Linked DNA regions of Mus musculus: region 2 is linked to region 1. The links are chromatin contacts, called in public promoter capture Hi-C maps. All regions are on one chromosome and are shown on one strand. Each heading gives the region's core, a stretch centred on a gene start, on an enhancer-like site or on the middle of the called end of the contact. The rest is flanking DNA. Distances are from core to core; before and after follow the strand shown.

Region 1 (7,587 bases), core at 2,220-4,719:
AGCTGGAAGAGCAGTCACATTCCTGTACCCCCAGCACACAGGAGGCAGACTCAGAGAGAGGATCGTGAGTTTGAGGCCAGCTAGGCTACATAGCGAGAGCCTGTTTCAAAAAACCCCAAACCTAGTCTAGAGATAGAGTTCACTGGTAGAATTCTTGCATGGCATTAAACGGAAGGCCTTGGGTCCAATTCCAGGGCTACAAAACAAACGAAGGACAAGCCAGGCACAACAGCCTTTTCAGAAACAGCTTACTGTGCCTCACTATGTAGTCTGTCACCCGCAAAGGGAACATCCCAGGCTCAAACACTTGGCCTATACAGTCCACAGACAAACGCTCGGGGGCTGCGGGCAGGCAGGGGCTCCTGTGACACTGCCCATTCTCCCTTGTCCTCAAGGCCCCCACAATGCAGAAGACTGTAGTGGATACCACATGCTTGGCCTCCCTTACTTCTTACCAGAGAGCTGCCTTTTGCTGAGGCCGACTCCACAGAAAGTTGAGGCCTGGAAGAAAGGCGAGGCAAGTTCCGAGGTGGGTTTCCCCTAGTGCTGTGAGTATACACAGAGGTCTGACCCATGGTGTGGAGAAAAATGGGGTCTTTTGAGATAAGTAGAGACTCCCCAAAAAGCAGGCAGGAAAATCCCCTAGAAGGCAGTGGGACCAGGGATTGTTGTACCTTTGATGTGCAGAATCACCCCTTTTACTCAACAGGCAAGCTGGGACTCTGTGATGGAAACATAAAGCCTTACTCCACAACACCTACAAAGCAACAGGCTACCAACCAGCCTTCTCCCTTCCTTAGAGTCTTCAGGACACAGTATTGGGAGTCTGTATGGAAGCCCAGCTTAAATGCCACACAGGAATGTTCCCCACTTTTGAGCCCCGTGTGTACTTGAGTCCCAGACCAGTAGATGCTTACCCAGTGTCTGAATGGCAGGCACCTCTCCAAACTCAAAGCCTTATTCCTCCCAAGCCTGTGTCTCTCTACATTGTGTCCTGGGCTGGAGTCACCCCATATCCTCCTTCCGCTCTGGCTTTTACCCTCCTGGCAGCTGCTTATCTCATGCTTGCCCTTCTTAGGATTGTCTGACAGTACCTCAGCTGGCCCCACCCTCAGCGCACGCAGGAACCCTTCTGGGTCTAGAAAACAGATCAGATCAAGTCACTCCCAGGCCCCAATCTCCCAGGTCTCACTCAACACTGTGTCCATAGCACCCCCCACCCAGCTCCTTCTCATGCAAATTCACCTTTTGTTCTTCTCTTTCCCCTTTAGCACTAGGGTTGAGCCTAGGGCTGTGTGCACAGCAGATAAGAATTTTATTATAGAACTATGCTCACCAGCCCTTTCTGTTGTTTTTAAGGAGAGTCTTGCTCCGTACACCAGGGCGGCCTAACACTTGCTCCTTCTGCCTTAGCCTCTCTACAGAGATTATAATTGTGTGCCACCACCCCCAGCTCCCCTGGGTCCTGGGCACTGAATACAGAGCCTTGCATCTACGGGTAAGCACTGCTGCATTCTCAATGCAGTAAACACATATTAAAAGGATAGTGAAAATTCCCAGTAATGAATTCAAGCTTGTTCTCAGTAAAAGGCCTGAGGGCTTTAAAAAAATTATCTCCATTTAGAAGGTGATGGTTACCACTGAAATGGCTGATTGTAAAGGGCTTCTTTCTTCCATTTAGAGTTGTCAAAACAGAAAAGGTATGCTCAAACAGGTAGAACATTCAACAGGGCAAATCTTTTTTTTTTTTTTTTTACAACCCACTTCATTGTCTTGTGTACTTTAAACACTTTACTATGTCTTCAGAGGTTGGCTCAGTCTCTAATAAGGATTAGGAGCAATGCTGTGTGCCCAAGGTCACTGAGACTTGCCAGACAGTCCTGGCAAGGGTGGTTACTCAGAGCTAGTAGGGAACACAGGCAGGTGAGTTTGCACTCCCAGGGAGGTAAATTTGATTGTTGTTATGAAAACCCTACCTAGATTACTAGAGTACTTCTGCAAACCCAAAAGGTCACCCTTAATCCAGCCAAAAGCCACTACATTGCTAGTTCACTAGTTGACATGTAGCATTCAAAAAGTGGCATCTTTATTCCCTCCAACAAGCACTTAAGAGAGTGCCTGGCTAACTGAATGCCAGACCATGGGGGAACAGGGACAACACGATGTGGCTCCAGGCCTATCCACACGCAGACTAGATTCTAAATACAGCTGTCACTACCCTAAGTCTTTATCTGAGTACTGGGGAGATTAGGTGAGGATTAATCATCAAGGAAGCACACAGAGCCCTCATAGCACTCAATATGAATGGTCACTATCAAATATTTGAAATTTCTTAACCATTTGTCGTCTGGGTTGGTCTTGACACCAACCCAGAACTGACATCAGATAGAGCTTGAGAGAACACAAATACAGCCATCTCCACAACAATTCAGTGAACAATGACAGGTGCCTATTGGGGACAGGGGTGTGAAAATGAGAATGGAGTCATTGTCCCCAAGTAGATGACATGGCAACGCATGCCATGGGACAGTTGTACCAACTGCCTGGGAGTAGCTTGCTGACCTTCCAGCAGAACATGGTGAGACAAGGAAAATCCTTTATTTACCTTGGAAAGACAGCAACACAACCGCCCAAATGGCCAACCTATGCCTGCATATGTCCGGGCTGGGCTAGACAATCTTTGGCCTTTAAAGTTAGCCCAGTGAGTCCCCATCCAAGAAGGCCAGAGCACTATTTCTGAACTGAGTCAGGTCTGTCAAGGAAAATCTGTGGTCAGGCTGCCAGCACCCAGCAGACTGACTTCTGTCATGTGCAGCCCACCCCGTGTGGTGCCAGCTCTGCCCTCCAGCTGTTATTCAAAACTCCTGAAGCACAGGGCCAAGCTAAGGCACAGGTGACCAAGGCATGTCAGGGACACTGGCTGGATAGGGCTCTCAGGCTGGGAAAGTCCCTAAGCTTCAGGTGGGCAGTTGTGTCATCTTTGGCAAGTGAAGGGCCTGGGTTGTTGCAGGTCTCCGAGGGCAAAGGTATATGAACACTGCTGCAATTTCGAACGAATACAGAAAGAGGATTTCCTATTCCGCAGGGACGGAAAGTGCCCCAAGGGAAGGTTGACACAGAGGCAGTTCTTGCCCACGACACAGAGCCCAGAGAAGGCAGGGATGATCGAGGAAAGCCGGGCCTGCCCAAAGGGTTCTGACTCCGGGGCCCACGTCACGCACGCAGCATTAGACTCTGGAGCCCCCTAACCCGCAGCGACCAAGACACGGAGCACAACCCGTGCCCCCCTCCCTCAGTACATCCGTGCCGCCGGTCAGCGCACCGTGGCAGTGACACCCCCACACCCCGCGTCCAGCCGCCACGCCCCCGCCGCGCACCCACCTCGGCGCGCCGCACCGCACCTCTCCCTTCGGCTCTCCGCTGGACCGCACTGGACTTTCTGCGCACGCGCGTAGGCGGCCCCGCCCCACAAGCACGCGCTTGCGGGCTGCCCACCCCGAGTGCCCCGCGTCTCAGTGCTGCCGGCTCTGAGCATGCGCATTTGCGCCCGGCGGCGGCCAAGTCGGGAGCATGCGCTAGCCAAACAGCGGTTCCCGCGCTAAGGGGCGGGGGCTCGCCTAAAGAGGTGGGGACCCTAGCGCCTGGTGTAAGGCAAAGTCACGGACGACTAGAACTCCGACGGCTGCCCGTGGAAGTCGCCTCTGGTCCGGTCACACGTGGACCTGATCTGCCCCTTCTCGACGTCCAGTCTTGAGCGGATAGAGTGTAGGGCTCCTAGCTAGGGGCAGGACCTGTGTCATGGAGCCAAGAGGCCAAGACTGGTAGGAGTCGTGGTAGAAAGCGACAGCTGGATGGACCCCAGAAAAGGGTACAACGGAACAAGAAAGATATGGGACACAGGCAGTGATGCAGCTGCGGATGGGGACACGGTCACGTGACCGGCAGAGGCAGGCCAGAATGGATATGGGGACAAGATCCATGACACTGGACAGGGGAGCCTACAATACTCTTTGTACATTCCCGGCTGGAGGGCAGAGACGTCGCTGTCTTGGCTGTGCAATTGAGCCACAGCCCCTGCAGCGGTGTACAGGCAATTATGGTGGCAACAGTGGTTTTGGAGAGGTTGGAGAACTCTAGTGTATCACAGCATCAGAGAGTTGATGAATCACATTGGCCCGTGGGATGTGCTCAAACCCCAGAGGGATCATCCTAGCATCCCCTGGGAATAGGCGGGTTCACACCTTTAAGAGACGTCGGGTATCAGCCAAGAGGGATAAGATCAGGGTCCTCTGAGCTGCCCTAGGAGCCTCCAGATAGCTCTTAGGGGCCATCATACTCCTCTAAGTTGGGGGTAGGGTATCGCCAAATAGGTTTCAAGCGGGGATGGGGGTAGGGGGAAATTAGATGGCGATGCACGTGACACTTCCAGCCTAGTGCTCTGATGAACGCGCCGCGCCCAGTGATAAGAGAGCTGAGTCCGCCCAGTCCACGCCCAGCTTGCAGATTCAGGCGGTCCCGCAGCGCCCCCGCCGCTCTCTCCTCTGCAGCCTCCGCAGGCGCCGGGTCCAGGCGTCTCTCCAAGGCAGCACGAGGCTTCCACGGGCAGCACTGAGCCCCTGTCCCCGGCCCGCTGTGCTCCCAGCTGCAGCCCCCGGCCCACCTCCCAGCAGCAAGTAACGCCGGCCGGGCAGGAGGCGCGGGCAACCGCAGGCCGCGTCTAGAGTTGGTACCCACAGCGCGCTGCTCCCGCGTCGAGCGCGTTCCTCGCCGCTGCGGAACACAGCAAGCACCGCTACCGGAAAGCGTGTCCACGAGCCGCGGGCCTCACCGCGTGCACCCACTGCCACCTGCACCGCTGCGGGGGGGGCGTGGAAAAGCGATCAGGTTAAGTGGGGCAGGGCCGGAGGGGTCTGTATAGAGAAGCATAGAATGTCCAAATGGCTTAGGAGAGACATGAAGAGGTCACCCACTAGAGGGAGGTACACTTAAGACATAGCTGCCAAAGCCCGCATCAGTGGGAGACCCGAGGAAAGAAAGAGCCTTGAAGTACAGCCAGGGTCAAGGTATTCAAAGGAGCTGGGGGCGAGATGGAAGAGCTGGAGTGAGGCAGCCTACCATAGTCCTTCCGGCAGAACTTCTTCAGGCTGATTCGGTAACTGCCACGCGCAGGTCTGCAATGTGACTCACAGTCTAGGGGGAAAGAGTGGAGACTAGCAGATTCCCATGCCTCTACCCCACACTGGTCTGCTTTAGCTAGGGCCCTCTTCCCCAGGCCAGTCTGGGCTCTGGTGTCCACTCACCCTGTGGCTCCACAGGACTGCTTTCTTCGGTGGGTCCAGGGACAGGAGTCTCTAAGGAGTGTGGGAGAATAGTCTATAATGGGGTATCTGACGGAAAGGCTCAGGGAACAGACAACAGTCAGTAGCTGATGCGACTTTGGCTGAGGTGACTGAGACAGGGCAGGGTCACTCACTAACGCAAGGTGCCACAGGAGAACGGCTCTGCTGGAAACCTGGGGCACAGCGGTTACAGGTGAGGCCAGTAACACCATCCTTACAGGGACACTGGCCTGTGGTCTGGTTACAGGTTTTGCCAGCAGCACCAACTGGGTGGCAGTCACAAGCTGAGGACAGAAATGATAAGCTCAGAACTGTAGCTGGGGTTCTGGGGAAGTAAATCACGAACGTGTATAGGTGGCAGGCTCACCTCTGCAAGCACGACGGTCACTCAGGACACGGCCTGGATCACGATAGAAGCCCTCCCGGCAGTAGTGGCAGTGACGACCAGCTGTATTGTGCCGGCAGTTGAGGCACACGCCCCCACTGCGGCGGCCGGACAGTCGGTAGAGCTCCATGTTGAAGCGGCATCTTCGCGCATGGCCGTTGCAGGAGCAAGCTGCAGGGAAGGGTCAGTCAGGGGCAGCCCTGCCTGGTCAGAAGTCCCCAGGCTACCCTCCAAGGCCTCACCAAGGCAAGCGTGGGCTTCCTGCCCTGTAGCCCGCTGCCATGGCCTGTCGCAGTAGAAGGGCTTGCAGCGGCTGCAATCAGGGCCCTCTGTACCATGCTGGCAGTCGCAGACCAGGTGGCCATGGGTGTCCAACAGACACCGTGAGGCATGCCCATTGCACTTGCATCGACCTCCCACCTGAAGCTCAGTGGCTGAGTAGGAGTAGGGGACTGTCACCCCACCGTCCCTGGTGTCTCCCTGAATGGCAGGCCTTGTGAGTACTATGCGAATATCTGTGGCAGTCACCCAGTCTTGGAGCACGGGGCTGTTGTCCAGATCCAGGCCCTGTGGGCTGCCATCCTGCACACTGAAGGCCAGAAGGCCTCCACCATCAGGCTGAGCCTGGGGGGCTGGAAAGCAGAGGGCTTCTGGCCCTGGACCAGAAGGGCCATCAGCAGGAGCAGGCAGACGGCCATAGTCCAGGGTACAGCTGGAAGAGAAGAAGCCCAAGGGGACCCAGCTGCGGCCATGGTCCTGCGACTTAAGCAGGGCCACGGAGGTTGGAGGAGCTGAGCAGAAGCGCAGGCTCACGAAGACCAGCTCAAAAGCCTTCCCCAGGGGCACTGTGAGGGTTACGTTGAAAGGTGCCTGTTGCAGCAAATCGGAGCGCCAACAGAGAGGACTTGCAGTGCCCGGAGCAGAGGTCAGGAGGTCTGCAGAGTGTGCCCGCTGCGGGTCCGAGGAATCGCAGACGCGATTGGCCGACCTCCCGCACGTGCTGGACGCCAGCACCTCTCGGCCCAGAGCAGCGTTCACAAGGCCAGGAATACAAGAGCGAGGCTCCCTCGCCTCATCATAGCAGGGGTCGGCAGAGGCCGGCAGCCCTGGGCTCAGTGCAGCGGAGAGCGTGCCCGCGGTCAGCAGCAGCCCCCAGAGCCAGGTGGGCATGGCCGTGGCCGCTGTAAGTCAACCAGCCAGCTTCCGCCTAACGAGTCTGCCCTCGAAGAGAGAGCCTAGTCCGCTACTCTGCGTGCCGGGTCTGCAGTGCCAAGATAGCAGAGCACCAGGGCGGCCCCCAGCACAGGCCCAGAAGTGGGAGCAGCCACCGGCACGCCCGGGGCCGAGCACAGGAGCAGGGATGTTGGCGAGTCCTCCTGCTAGGCCTGAAGCGTTGACAGGCGTCGCCCCCGCTCCCGGTGCCTCCGCCCGCGGAGGCCCCACCCGCCGCCGGCCGCCAGCACTCACCCACGGAGGGCCAGGAGGAGCAGGTCTCCCGGCCTCCCGGGAAGGGCCTTGGGCGGGCGGGGCCTGGGGCGCCCGGGCTGCCGGCTTCTCCTGGCTGCAGCGAGAGCAGAGGAGCTGTGCCAGAAGGGGGTGGGGGGCTCAGCAGGAGCAAGCCTGGTCCTAGCCAGGGGCGGAGCTGCTCGGGCCGGGAAGGAAGGAGGGGAGGGGGCCTTGTCCCGACAGCCAGAATCAGAAGCAGATTCAGACACAGGCTGGGCCAGCGCGGGAGGGGGCTGGGAGGCCCACGATCCGGGGGGAGGGGCTGGAGAGCCAGGAATGCGCTTACGGGAGGGGGCAGCTCAGCCTTACAGCCCGTGAGGGACCACCCAGCAGGGTCCTCGGCCTGAAGCCAGGCTT
Region 2 (7,587 bases), core at 1,377-3,876, 170 kb after region 1:
GTGTTTGGTGCATGCATGTGTGTAGTGTGTGTGTGAAGTGGAAACTTAAGGGCTCTTTGGAAAGTTGGTTGGATGGTGTTTTGCTGAAGAGGACACAGGTGAAAGGCTAAGGTAGACTCATGAAGGAACATTTAGCTTAAGCAGACACGGGAAAAAGGATTTTCTGCTAAAGCAAGCCTGTGAAAGGATATGTAGTGAAGGATTCTTCACTAATGATACAAATGTATTGGTCCGCCTAACATCATGTAGTTGAGCTACATTTGTTGGGATTCCATAGAGAGAAATGCACCAAACAACTTCTGGGGGTGTGCTACAATTTCTTGCTGCTTCCGAGGACTCGGGATGATTGGCAGAGTAATGTCAGCTGAGACAGATGCGCGTGCTGGACAGATAACATAGCCTGAGACACGATACATAAAGACAAGGGATGTTTGGAGAGTGTAAATCAGACTTGACAAACAGTGACCAAAGCTAAACTAGACTGACTTATAGAACTAGCTGTACAACGCTTGTCAGTCGAGCCTTGGCTGAGCATTGCTTCAGTGAAAGAGGCACAGCAGAGAACTTCTCCTGGCCTCACTCCTGAACTCTCCTACTGACTTGTACTAAGGCTAAAGCCTGGCTGTCTCTGCTAGATAGTGCCACCACTTCTGATTCATGTTTGCTATCCTGACTCTACCAAACTAGACTACTGGTGTATCTGTGAAGGGTTTGGGAGTGGATCGAGTTGCCACTACTGACCTGTAAACTAAACTGTCAATTTCCAGACAACACAGATGTGAGTTATTCCAAAGAACCTTTTTTAACAGATCTATTTTCCCCATATCCTTTCTTTCCCATTACCTCTGGTGGGTGGTGGGCTACAAGGGAAGTTAAAATATTTTAAAAACATCATTAAAAGTAAGGCATAAAAAAATTAAAAGTTACGTGTGTGTGTGTGTGTGTAATGTATAGTGTATGTAATGTGTTTGGAGTGTGTAAGTGTAGGTGTGTGTGTGTGTGTGTGTGTGTGTGTGTGTATAGACATGCTCATGGGTGGGCCAGTGTTGAGTGCCCTTCTTTATCACTTGGCACCTTTGACACTGTCTCTTGCTGAATTACACCGTTTTGGGATAAGCTGGCTGGCCAGTTAGCACCAGGATCTGCCTGGCTCCTCCCTGAGATGCTGGGTTTACAGGCATATGCAGGGTAGGCTTTGTGAGGGTGATGCAGATTCCATCCAGGTTCTCATGCTTATGTCTTACCCACTGAACTATCTCCCTGGTCCTAAATCAAGCTATTTTTAAAATATGATCATATTTATGATTTTGTGTGGGTTATGTTAATTATGAAGTAGAAGTGTCACTTGGCAATATGTGGCATGTTTTTTCTTCTCCTTGTGACCACTGAATGTTGTCAGATGCTATTAGTGGTCCACAGAGTAGGGTATCAGGTAAAGTTACCCATTGCCTCCTCTGGCCCTCCCTCTGCAGACTCAGGGAAGTCTGTCTGTTCAAAGCATACCCCTCTCATGAGCAGCACCATGACACAGCTGTCCTCTGTTTCTGAACTCAGGATACATTCGGGAAGGCTTCCTGGCCATGCAACATGCTGTAGACAAAGCCATCATGCGTTACCATGCCAACACCTCTGCACAGCAGCTGTTCCAGAAGCTCATGGTGATCACCAAAAGGTTCCCGTTCCCACCATACATCTCAGATCCATTCCTCATTGCCATCCAGTACCAGCTTCCTCTGCTGCTCATGCTGAGTTTCACCTACACCTCCCTCACCATCATCCGGGCTGTGGTGCAGGAGAAGGAGAAAAAACTAAAGGTAACCCTCTGTGCATGGCAAGTCAGTCTGAGAATGCTGGGTCCTGGGACTCCCTCAAAAGAATTGGCCTGTCTCAAGGCTGCTGCCCTGTGTGCTGGGACCATAAGAGCCAGGGCTCAGTATGGGCACTGCTGTGACACAAGGTTAGGAAGTCCAGCTGCTATGCTTAGATTCTGGTAGTGGGTGTGCCCTTGGTCCACAGTCTCCGTGCAGCACTTGGGGAGCTGGATTTGGGGTTGTTGGTTTTTGTTTGTTTGGGGTTTTCCGCTTGGTTTGGTTTTTTTATTTGGTTTTGTCAAGACAGGACTTCTCTGTGTAGCCCTGGCTGTCCTGTAACTCCCTCTGTCAGCATGGTTGGCCTTGAACTCAGAGATCTGCCTCCCTTTGCCTCCTGAGTGCTGGGATTAAAGGCATGTGCCACCACTGCCTGGTTTGCTTTTCATTGTTTCTTGTCTGTTTGTTTTTGTTTCTGTTTTATATTATTATCTTTATAATTTTTTTGTTTCGTTTTTTTCAAAAAGTTTTTTCATATGTGTTTTGACTATGTTTTTTCCTTCTGCTAACTCCTCCAAGATCTTCCTGGGTTTTTTTGGTTTTGATTTTTGTTTTCAGTGCTGGAAATGGAACTCAGGGCTTCAAGAATGTAAAAACTCCACCTGTGGGCCCCACTGCCAGCAAAGAGCTGAGTTTTTCCTTTCCTAGCCACTGGCAGTCCAGCTTTAGATTCCCAGAGCCCAAAGCAGCACTGCTCAGTTCAGGAACTGGGTTTCCTTGTGGCACTTCCTGACAGCCTGATAAACAAGAGAGAGGGGGGGGGAGGGGTGCTCAGAGTGTTCCACATCACCTTACCCTGTTCTTCCACAGAGACAGGAAGCACCCTTCCCTAAGGGTTCTGGGCTTCTCCTTCAAAGTGAGAACGAAAATGAATGGATGCTCGGCTCTCTTAATGCATGTCCTCAGCCACACACTTGTCAAGGCTCACAGCCCAGGAGGCTGCTGGCAGTGTGGACAGTATGACCTGCAGAGTCTTTCTGCCAACAGTGGGAGGGGCCAGGCTTCAGGACTCTGGACTTTTTTTTTTTTTTTGGTTTTTTTTTTTTTTTTTTTTTTTGGTTTTTCGAGACAGGGTTTCTCTGTATAGCCCTGGCTGTCCTGGAACTCACTTTGTAGACCGGGCTGGCCTCGAACTCAGAAATCTGCCTGCCTCTGCCTCGACTCTGGACCTTAATGCCAGCTGCCATCCCCCTGGCTTCTGGGAATCAGCTGAAGCAAAATGAAGACTTGGGAGCATCGCTTGGGAGTCTGGAATTGCTCCACAGCATATAAGGCTTCCCTGAAGGACTTAGAGAATTCATCAACTTAACATCTATTGGGTACCTGTGTCAGACCTGAACGAAGCACAAGCAGAGAAGGGGGTTTCCCAGCATGACAGAGCGTAGTGGGCGCAGTTGGGAAGTGACTTCGCGCTCATGAAATAGAGCAGAGCCACACCACACTGAGTAGTGGGCTGGAGGATAGGGCAGGCCATCATGACTTAGGAAGAAGAGGCAATTAATCTGGAGTTGACTATCAGGGACAGCCTCCCAGCTAGGGTAGCATGTGCCACTGATAAAAGATAGAAAAGAGGTGGATCTGTAGACCACAGGGCTAAGAGCTGTTGGACAAAGCATGCCCGACCACAGCCTTCTCTTTCCCCTCATGTGTGCTGGATAATTCCTGCCTGTGCTCTATAGCACAGGTATCCTGGTCTACCTTCCTGCTCTATACATGGCCCTGTCCTTATGTAAGCAGACCGGCACACGTGGGGCTCTGAGGAAAGCTAGCCGCATGCAACTGTGTGATGCTGTCTCCCATTCACAGGAGTACATGCGCATGATGGGGCTTAACAGCTGGCTACACTGGAGCGCTTGGTTCCTCATGTTCTTCCTATTCTTCCTCATCGTGGTCTCCTTCATGACCCTCCTGTTCTGTGTCAAAGTAAGTGTGGCTTCCATGAGGGCTCTGGAAAGAAGAGGGGGCGGAGACCATTCATGGCCCCTGACCTCAGGGCAAGTGTTTCCCCTGCTGTCGAAGACAAGCGGGCCTTCCCCTGACCCACACCTTTAGACCTGCCCGATTCATTTCTGCCTTCCCTGCCTCACCTGGCCGGCCTGTCCTGCAGGTGAAGAAGGACATAGCAGTCCTTTCCAACAGCGACCCCTCCCTGGTCCTGGCGTTCCTGCTGTGTTTTGCAATCTCCTCCATTTCCTTCAGCTTCATGGTCAGCACCTTCTTCAGTAAAGGTGAGCCCTGCTGTTCCCCTTAGGCCAGAGGGTGAGGGTAACCCAAGTCTAGGGAAACTAAGGGGATTTATGCACAGCTAAGGGGTTAAAGGGTGTTTGTTTTTGATGACCCAGAGGCTGAACTGAAGAGAGAACTCCTGAAAGGCTGAGGCTTAATATGACTGGTGTGAGGGAGAGGCAGACAGAAGTACAGTATAGCCTGCGGGCCTCCCAGAGTTCCCCAGGAAGAAGCTAGGCGGGGAACAGGGGTCAGAGAGCACCTGCTGTGGGCCGAGGAGGAGAGGTGGATTAGGGCAAGCGGGAGTTGACAGAAGGCAAGCATGTCCACTGTAGACCGCTGAGAACACTAGAAATAAAAGCTTTATCCGCTTGCCCCCTGTGATTGCTGGTGCATTCAAGGGTGGCTCTGCCTTTGAATTTGGGGTTCAGCTTGTTGTTTAGTGCTTATGTTTTCTCCCTTGCTGCCTTCTGTTGCACAGAGAACGCTTCCAGTAGTTTTTGGCGCTCTGGTAGCTCGCAATATACAAACTATGTTTCTCTTAGTGATTACCCTTAACTTGAAATGCTTTTACATTTCTCCTAAGAAGTAGTATGTCTCAGGCCGACCCATACCGTACTGTGACTCCCCGAGGTCCCTATTATTTTTATTATTTTAAAAGCCATTTGCAAAATAGTAGTTTAGTTGCTATTTTGCCTTCAAGCCTTTGCTAGCCTGCTTCATGTGTATACGTTTGTGTGTGTACTGCTTTGGGTGGGCAGAGGACCTGCGCATGGGGCCTAGCATTGCCAGAAGCTGAAGTTCCCCACTGCTGGAATTTGGGTGGGGTGGGACTCTGACCACTGTCACTCCTGCGAGTCTCATGGCAAGTTTATCCCACCCAATGCTCTTTGTCCCCACAGCCAACATAGCAGCAGCCGTGGGTGGCTTCCTGTACTTCTTCACCTATACCCCCTACTTTTTCGTGGCTCCTCGGTACAACTGGATGACACTGAGTCAAAAGCTCTTGTCCTGTCTCCTATCTAATGTTGCCATGGCAATGGGAGCCCAGCTCATAGGAAAATTCGAAGCCAAAGGTGAGTCTTGTCCTCAGTACGGCCTCAGATCCCGTCTCCTGACTCTTGCGGCTTAGGGAGCATCTTGCCAAAAGTGTTCCCAGGGGTTAGCCTCGCCTCAGGAGGAAGTGTTCCCAGCAGTTAGCCTCACTTCAGGAGGCAGGCAAGCTGATGAACACCTGAGCTAGGCCTTTATCAGAAAACAAGAACTGAGTGTGCACCGAGAGCTGGCTGGGCCCTAGTCTATTGGGGAAATAGCTCGGCTAAGGCCAGTATGAGCCAAATACAACTAAGGGCTAAAACGCCAGAGGTGGTGGTCACCAGCTGTTCTGCCCAATGACTGGATCTTACCAGTTGGTTTTTGAGTCACTTCCTACTTTTGTTTTAAAGTTTTAAAATGAACATGTATTTTTATTTTCAACTCTGTGTGTGTGTGTGTGAGGTTATGCATATGGGAAGAAAGGTGCCAAGAGTCAAAAAGAAGGTATCAGATCCCCTAGAGCTAGAGTTACAAGGTATTAGGAGCCATCTGATGTGGGTGCTGGGAATTCAACTCCAGTCCTCTGGGAAGAGCCACAAATGCTCTTATGCCATCTTGCCATCCCCCTTAAAAACTTTTTATGACATTTTATAAATATTATTACATATTTTATTGTGAATGATTGTATGCACACTTGCCACAGAGCATGTGTGAACAGAGCATGTGTGAATAGACAACAGACAACTCTGAGGAGTCCCTCTCTGCTTTCACCGTGTGAGTTCCTTCCACATGACCCTGGCAAGAGTTATCAGAACTGGCAGTATGTGCCTTTGACCTTGAGTTGTCTTGCCAGTTCTCTTCCTTCTTGACACCTTCCGAGTGGTTGCACAAGTGACCTCCAAGCCAGGGGATTTTGAGGTCTTTGACTCAGCTTCCAGCTTTTGGTGAGTATAGGGTTAGCATGTCCTGCACTCTGCAACAGCTGACCATGAAGGCAGGGGATCCTGAGAGAGGAACCAGTGAGATCCCTGGGAAAGTATGTTCTGATTTTTGTGAGATTTCCTGTCTTGAAACATCACGGAGGCCAAATGAAACCCTTGCTGGGTCTAACTGACTGGTGTACTCCTGCTTTGTAAAGCCCGTGGCGGATACTGAGAGCTCAGAGGTTCCTAGCCTCAGATCAGCTTATGTCAAGGCCCCATGACTTATGAACAGGGCCAACCCCTCTCACAGGAGAACACTGGAGAGGGGACCACAGACTGGGACATGGCCTCCCTTCTCCTGTCTGCAGGACAGGTGAGGAGATGTAAGTAGCCGTGTCTGGCCACTACATGAACTGTAACATCCCTGACATCCATCCTCGGGGGCTTTGCATTCTGTTCAGCTTTCCTGGAAGAAGTGCAGTGCATGTAATCTACTTCCATTTTAAAAAGAGAATTATTTATTTTATGTATATGAATACTCAGTAGCTGTCTTCAGACAAACCAAAGAGGGCATCAGATCCCATTACAGATGGTTTGTAAGCTACCATGTGGTTCCTGGGATTTGAACTCAAGACCTCTGGAAGAGCAGTCAGTGCTCTTAACTGCTGAGCCATCTCTCCAGCCTGTAATCGACCTTCTTAAGGCCTCACCTGATATTATTTAAGATGGCTGTGGCACTTCCCTACTAACATGTTCTCTTAGGCCAAATGTTCCCATCTCTTCCAGTCATATGTCTCTGTTTTTATTGCTATCACAAAATATCTGAGACTGGGACATTTGTCAAGAACAGGAATTTATTTCTCAGTTCTGGAAGTCCTCAGATGCAATACCTGGTAAGAGTCCAGTGGTTGCTTCCAAGATGGCACCGTGAATGTCATACAGAGCAGGACACTGAAAGAGACAAAAACTGCTCCTGTAGGACCTTTTATATGACAGCTTTGTCCACTTAGGGCTATCTCCCACACTGTTAACCTGGGAACTAAATTTCTGACCAATGAATTTAAGGCCGTGTATTCAAACCATGCCAGTGAGCAAGGTAATTGTGGCACTGAGGAAGTTGAAGCAGGACTGCTGTGAGTTTGGGGCCATCCTGGACCACGTGATGAGCTCCACACCTGGGCTAGCATGAATCCCTGTCTTATAAAACAAAAGCAAGCAAACAATGACAAGACAGCTAAAATGTATGGGCCATATGCACATATGTGCACACGGATAGCCAATGAACGTGTGGGCCATATGCACATGTGTGCACACATATAACCAATGAAATGCAAACCTATCTAGTCAGTTCCCTAGCACTGCATAAAACCAGACATTGTTTTGTGTGTGTGTGTGTGTGTGTGTGTGTGTGTGTGTGTGTGTGTGTGTGTGTGTATCTGTAATCCCAGCATCAAGGAGATGGGGCAGGAAGATCAAGAGGTCAAGAAATGAGGTTTATGTGTTTCTAGTATCTGTAGCCTCCTGATAGAGTGTAG

What was found. Promoter capture Hi-C pulls out the DNA fragments that hold promoters and counts their contacts.
Region 2: a promoter capture Hi-C map of liver shows a contact between it and region 1. The contact joins the enhancer-like site here to the promoter of Tbc1d24 in region 1. A contact is called at or near these places in 8 of 39 promoter capture datasets (the HPC-7 cell line, cranial neural crest, frontonasal cranial neural crest and 5 more), 5 of 484 Hi-C or Micro-C datasets (the C2C12 cell line, bone marrow-derived macrophages, embryonic fibroblasts and 2 more), 10 of 115 datasets of contacts at active chromatin or transcription factors (SST interneurons, bone marrow-derived macrophages, craniofacial prominence and 6 more) and 4 of 9 other capture datasets (adipose tissue, liver, macrophages and 1 more).

What each region holds. Positions count from the first base shown.
Region 1 is chr17:24,202,093-24,209,679 of GRCm38.p6, forward strand. It overlaps Tbc1d24 (TBC1 domain family, member 24), which reads right to left and starts at 3,470. Exons shown (of 8, transcript NM_173186.4): 1 at 3,382-3,470. It overlaps Ntn3 (netrin 3), which reads right to left and starts at 7,295. Exons shown (of 6, transcript NM_010947.3): 1 at 5,967-7,295; 2 at 5,707-5,895; 3 at 5,474-5,623; 4 at 5,301-5,351; 5 at 5,116-5,190; 6 at 1,739-4,855. The coding sequence starts at 6,894. The coding sequence ends at 4,506.
Region 2 is chr17:24,372,690-24,380,276 of GRCm38.p6, forward strand. Abca3 (ATP-binding cassette, sub-family A (ABC1), member 3) reads left to right here. Exons shown (of 33, transcript NM_013855.3): 8 at 1,555-1,814; 9 at 3,675-3,791; 10 at 3,976-4,096; 11 at 4,997-5,170. Among named protein-coding and RNA genes, the nearest start is that of Gm25618, 14 kb to the left of the region's middle. Within about 2 kb of position 2,627, at least 9 of the 459 cell types and tissues checked have an H3K27ac peak or open chromatin away from gene starts, as enhancers often do. A contact at or near this core is called in liver, where this site is marked.